2 separate regions of the Rattus norvegicus genome follow, and region 1 is linked to region 2. Evidence: chromatin contacts called from public Hi-C data. All regions are on one chromosome and are shown on one strand. Each heading gives the region's core, a stretch centred on a gene start, on an enhancer-like site or on the middle of the called end of the contact. The rest is flanking DNA. Distances are from core to core; before and after follow the strand shown. Region 1 holds the start of Pex7 (peroxisomal biogenesis factor 7). Region 2 overlaps LOC134482580 (a long non-coding RNA gene).

The links. A called contact is a pair of places that touch in the nucleus more often than the background predicts.
Region 1: a contact with region 2 is called in a Hi-C map of Schwann cells, with 2.9 times the contacts expected there. The contact joins the promoter of Pex7 here to the enhancer-like site in region 2. A contact is called at or near these places in 4 of 12 Hi-C or Micro-C datasets (Schwann cells, hepatocytes, kidney and 1 more).

What each region holds. Positions count from the first base shown.
Region 1 is chr1:16,464,613-16,467,775 of GRCr8, forward strand. It overlaps Pex7 (peroxisomal biogenesis factor 7), which reads right to left and starts at 1,692. Exons shown (of 10, transcript NM_001034147.1): 1 at 1,529-1,692. The coding sequence starts at 1,643. The region is part of intron 1 of LOC102547604 (60S ribosomal protein L27a-like); the gene reads right to left.
Region 2 is chr1:16,246,102-16,249,340 of GRCr8, forward strand. The region is part of intron 1 of LOC134482580 (a long non-coding RNA gene); the gene reads right to left. It also overlaps a transcript of Il20ra not described here. Among named protein-coding and RNA genes, the nearest start is that of Il20ra, 23 kb to the right of the region's middle. Within about 2 kb of position 1,545, at least 3 of the 93 cell types and tissues checked have an H3K27ac peak or open chromatin away from gene starts, as enhancers often do.

The DNA.
Region 1 (3,163 bases), core at 442-2,941, 220 kb after region 2:
AGGGGGTAGTTAGTAGTTAGTAGGGGTTGGGGATTTGGCTCAGTGGTAGAGCGCTTGCAAGGCCCTGGGTTCGGTCCCCAGCTCCGAAAAAAAGAAAAGAAAAAAAAAAGTTACATAGTATGCTTCAGTCACTAAACATCCACCTTACATCTGGCCTGACTGGGATGTAACACCAGTCTGGGGAAACGCATCAAAGTAACAACTAAAACCAGGCCAGGCTGGAGGCACACAAACCCGTCAAGTTGAAGCTAACACCTCTAATAACGGAAGATAAGGAAGGCTCATGCTTACAAACTCCCAAGACTGTGATCCTGCCTTCCTGATACATGTAAAACACATTGATTACAGCATTTTAAGACAAAGTATGTGTGGAAATACCATACACTCTTCAGTCAGGTGTTGGAGACAGTACTCATTTCAGTTAATTACTACTGGCAAGCAATTATTTTTGCTCAAAGACTACTGTCTTTCCACCCCCCCATCCCATATTCTATCAACATCTGATCCAAGTGAATCTGTGCTTGAATTTTACAAGGTAAGGTGACTATAAGCTCACACTCACACTCAACTGTCACTAGAGTCTGAACAGAACTATGCTTTGAGTTTCTGTGATCAGTGAGGTGTGTAAAGTGGTAAAGATCATCCACTTAAACATAACTGATGAAAAAGAAAATCAGCTCTGGGGGCAGAGAAATGGCAGATCCCTCACAAGTGCAGAAGACCTAGCTTCTAGTCCCAGCAGCCACTTGATGGCTGACAACCATCAGTAATGGATCCAACACCCTCTTTAAACATCCTCTACTGACCTTAGCAGGTACCAGGTATGCCATGGTTCACAGACATACATATAAGGAAAAAACTCAGACACAGACACACACACTATAGAAAACAATTCCTAAATATTTCAACTTCTTATAAGAAACCTTTATAAAAGACGTAAGTCTTCCTCCTAACTAGTGATCAAGAACTGAAAATCCAACCATGCAAGCACTAAGCACTCATGGTCAAAACTATAAGGAAATAAGTTATTTTTCAGAAATCATATTTTTTTCCTGCAGTGAACAAAAATACTACAGTTCGCTGACATTATGCAATGGCTCGCCACACACTTCTCCTGCGCGTAAACAAGAGATGGGGTATAAGTTAAAATAAATGGCTTGAGCACATAGACATCTCTGCGCATTTATCCATTTTCAATGAGACAACAAAAAGCGAGCACAGAACTTTCTTTTTTTTTTTTTTTTTTTTTTCTTTTTCAAGAAAGGGCCCGCGTCGCTCTACGTTTCAGTTGAGGATGGCTTTGAACTCGTGATCTGTTAACTCCATCTTGCATGTGCTGAGAAGTGCATCCTTCTTACAGAAGGGAAAGGATAAGCTACAGACTTCCCTTGGGCTTCAAAGGCCAACTATGCAGAAAGGGGGACCAAGGAGGGAGGGCCGAGCTCTGTCTCCCCCTGGCGGTGGCGAGCGGCAACACGCGCTCAGCAGCGTGTCCTATGCCCGCCCCGGAGGCGCGGCCCGCGCTCACCCGCGATGCCGTAATGCTGCGCAGCGGCACAGGCCAGGCGGCCCGGCAGGTACGGAGAGAACTCGACCGCATAGCCGTGGCGACCCGGCACCCGCAGCGTCCGCGCCGCGCTCATCCCGCCCGCCCGTCGCCACTCGGCCTCCCCACCCGGGCGCGGAAACAATCTCGAGGAAGAAGTGCACGGCCGAGGTTCCCTGAGAGAACTTAGGGAAGGCCGGGCGGAAGTGACGACGCCGACCCGCGGAATCCTAGATTTTGATTGGTCCACATAGAAAAGGAAGAGGACTCCGGGAAGACCATTTTTCTTTTGGGCAAAAACCCCAGCGATTTGCAACTGGTCTTCCAGAGATTGTTCTAGATTTAAGAGAAAAGATATCAGTTAGGGGTCACTTCTGAGAGTTGTCCACGTTTCGTGGCAGCCTCCATAGCGGGGCACCTTGTGTTTTTAATTGCTTGAACTTTCAACAATTTGCTGTTCTGGCATTTTCCTGATGATTACGAAATAAAAGCCACAACAAACTCAAAAAGCAGTCAGTGAGTCCAGAGGCAACGAATGGAGTGCTGTGTTGCCCCAAGGTAATTTGAATCAGACAACAATGAAGTTAAAAGATAGGACTATTATCTTGTGCAATTAGCTGTCTATAGGTGTTAAATAGTCTCTCTGTGAAGATATAGTCCGGTAATTAAGGAAAAGTCAGGCTCATTAATTCGTTCAAACAGTTGCCAAACATATGCAGTGAGGTAGATGATTGTGCAGTTTGCCAAACCAAACAATGACTAGTGAAAGAGATTGTTATTAATCATTAAACCTCATATACCAAGCATGGCACTAGACTTTTGCATTCAAAATCCCCACTGGGGAACATGGTTGAGCTCAAGCGATTACAAGTCATGAAAGCTGTTAAGTGTAACCAAAATGCTATTGATGCTATGATAAATATGCATGGTGTCTTTAAGGGTGGAGTGGTAGGGAAAGCTTTAGAAAGGAGATAATCTAGGGTGAATTCATACAAACGGATGTTCTTTAAATAAAAGTTGGAAGCCATTGTGGGATCAGGTGAAGGGTGAAGAACCCAGGAAAGCTAAAACCATAAGGGATGGTAGCCACCAGAATTCAGTCTAGCCTGATAGGAAAGAGCATTTTGGGTAGATTTCACCTGATTAGAGGAAGTCAAATGCTCCAACATGAAGTTTTGTATTGTACACCATGCCAGAGGAACTGTGGTGCAGTTTAAATAGTAGAGAACTGTATAAGTTTTCAGATATGGATCCTTAAGTGAGTTACCATTCTCAAGAAACACTAACTGGAGACTAGAGATTGGCAATGGAGTACCAGTTAAGAGACTTTAGCAACAACTCAAGCAAAAGACACCATGACCCAGTCGTAGTGTTTTATTGAGAATTATGGTAAGGTGTGGAGAGGGTGAAATTAAGGGTCAAATGAAGACAAAAGGTTTAAATCGTTTCCAACTCTTAGTAGAGTGCTTATATAGACTCAGGAATTGTTTGTTGAAATAAGGACAACGGGGAGGAGACAAATTTGGGACAGCAAAATCTCCAGTTTAATGTGTTGAGTGCGTACTGTGTGTGGTATTGAGTACAGCAGAACGGAGCCCAGGCAAGCCTTCTTATTTG
Region 2 (3,239 bases), core at 295-2,794:
TGGGGCAGCTGGAATCACAGGAGGAGCTAGGTCAAAACAGTGAGCAGATTCTAAGTCAAAACATAAGACTCCGAGATCTCAGGGTGGCACCAAGTGACAGGGACGCCGGATGTTATAGTTACCTAGGTGACCTCATCCTGCAGAGCTGAGACCACAGGAAACTATGAGTAAATACCTCACTAAGAGTTATAGGCTACATGGTACAAGGACTAATGGGTTTAGGATAGCCATTACTCAAGTTAAAGAGCATTCTTTTGTACATAATGTATTTTATTTTAAATTTACATGTGTGTACATATATGATCCCAAGTGCCCTCAGAGGCCAAGAGAGGGGATAGAATTCTTTGGTTGTGACCTGTCAAACATGGGTGTGGAAACCAAACTCAGGCCCTGTAGAAGAGCAGCAAGCACTCCTGACTGTTGATCAACCCCTCAAAAACTCATTCTTTTAATTCTCTATAATTTTGCTTGCCTGTCCTTCTGAACTACGTAAATATTTCTAAAATTTAAAAAAAAAAGCGATTCTTGTTAGCAAATGTTGTGGGCAGAAACCTGCTGTTGGCAGATAAACGGGTAAGATTTTTATTTACAGTTCTTTGAAAAGTTATTGTTAAGCCAGGAAGTGTCTACCAGTTAGAAATGCTACTTGAAGCTTACAGCAAAGTAATTCACAGTGTAGTTAAGCATCACTAGGAAAACTTTTATTTCCTTTTTAATCTAGTTATTATTTCCCTCCAAAGGGCATATTTATTTTATTACTTTTGGGAGTCTTTGTTTAAAAAGAAACCATTTTTTAAAATTTATTTTCGATAAATAGGATATCTAATATATAATACAAATAGAAACATTTACTTAGGAATAAAGAGGTGGGGCAAAGAGATAAATTATGGATTTCAACACGCTTCAGAAGACATCCAGAATTAAGGACAGTATTTGAGAAGACCTCACGTTCTTGTTTCCCATGGCCAGTTGACTGTTTCTGGGCACGTCCTTCTCAACTTTGCCTTTGCCTGAAAGGAACTGCTGTTACCCAAAGCTGAGTCCTCACTGGCTGAAGAATGCCAGGTCACTCCCCTCTGTAGCCTCAGGCATCAACTGGGACAACTCAGAAAGACCAGTTCTGCCCCCAAATCCCCCAGCACCTGAATGGGGTTGGCCCCAACTTCTGCAAGGAATCTGCGTGCAGCCTTTCTACTCCGCCATGCTGGCATTGAGCTTCCGAACATTTACCAGTAAACTAAATCATTGCCCATAAGTCTCTGCTTCAGAATTGTTTCAGGAGACCCCAGTTAAAGACACTTGCCTTCAAAAATAATCCTGACAAGTACTTAGTGGCATCTTATAGATAATTTGCTGGCCGGATGGCAATGAAGACGACCTCACTGAGTGAGAACTGGTAGCAGTATGTTGTAGGGGTCAAGGGTTAAACTCCCTTAGCCATGGAATTGCTACAGAAAGGAATGTGCCCCCTGGAGCATCCGAGAAGTCCCACGGGCACGAGTGTCATAAGGACTGTAGAATGGGGGACAGCTGACTAATGCAAGACTCTGGCTTCACTGGAGAAGTCACCAGAGTTCAAACCAACACTTAAGTGGGCATGTGGCAGAGAGGAAGTGAGAGAACTGTTACAAAAGAACATTACTGTCAGAGGAAGCATTGATTACCAAAGTCCCGATGCAGAAGCTGCCTGGCAGTTAGAGGAAGTTCAAACTGGTAATAAAAATCTAAGAGGCAGGGAAAAGTGTTACTTAATAGTGCTGTAGAAGTAGGCATCGTCTAAGTCACAACTGTGATAAGATTGTGGGGGGGGGGCCTGGGGATGTTATATCTTAAGAGCAAGGACACACTACTGAAGCCTCGAAGTCAAGAAACTCCAAAGTGAGATTTATCTTTAAAACAAAACTCTCTTTGGCTGTTTGTGAACAACTCTCACATGGTTTCTTCAAGGCTGTTGCCTGGACTTGAATCAGAGGCAGAAAGATCTCATGAAGCTTCCTCTATAGACAGGTTAGCTGAGTCAGCCACTCTCCCTATGGGAAAGTCAATCCCTCTCCACACACTGACGATGTCTACAGAGCAATCTGTGTCCTTTGCTTTAAGACCTCAACTCGCAAATACTTCAGTTCTTCAGTACCGGGTCCTGCATGTACTGTGTCCCTCCTCAACCTTACCCCTACCGTTGTCTGGAACACAGAAAACAGCACCCTATAAATGCACGTTGTCGTGTAGAATAACAGAGTAATAATACTCTCGAGGAGGTTCCCCACAGGGACTGTAGCAAATCGCTCCAGGCTTGTTAAAACCTTCACATAAATGGTAAGTTGGTACACTGGCTCAAAGACGATGGGCCAGGTAGTAGATAAAGAGGTCAAAGCAACTTGTGTCATCATGGTAGCTAGGAAGGGGGAACTCTCCAGCCATGCACATAGGTAGAAACCTTCAAGGAGCTGGTGCTAGTGTCGCTCATGGTTCAAACTGCAACCCTTGCAGTTAAAAAGTAATCCCCCAGGGAAAAAGCTGTCCCAGTTTCACAGTGGCCGGCCACTGAGCCCCATTTTGCACTTCCTGTTCTGTTTTGGAATGGAAGAATTTTGGTGTTTTCTTTACATGCGAGCGGTGCCAGCTGTGAAACTAAAATGAGTTGCACTCCTTGGATCGAGCTGTGGCCCTGTAGGTGAGCCTGCCACCTCTTGCCTGACAGATCTGAGCAGCTGTGTGGGAGCGCCACCTAAGTGCCTGAATGCGAAAGCCCGGATCGAGCCCACCCATCTCTTCTCAGTCTCTGCAGCCAAGAATCAAAACTCTGTTTCCCTTTGGAACTGCGGGTGATCCCATGTTGAGGGAGCCTGCACAAGTGAGCCCCTGCCCTCTGGCGCGCCTTCCTATGAGGACATTGCATATTCGCGTGCAGAAGCCTGGAAGGACAGCCCGACTTAGGAGCCTGAGCAAAGAGTGACATCCAGTGGCCAGTGGGTCACATTTCTGCCGTGCGAGGCACTCTTCTGAAAATGAAGCTCATTGCCCCAGAAACCGACTTCTGCCGCTGTCCTCGAAAGCCGGTAAAGAGGAGGTCCAGGAAGACTATGATTTCTGATCAGACTCAACAGACGCTCCCTTCCCATATTCCCCAACAGCTTACACTTATGGTATAAGCACTCTGTTCTCTCTAGAGTTATCATGTTTTAAAATGCATCGCAAGTGTAACAAACGGAGGCTGGAAAGATGGTTCGGTGATTAAG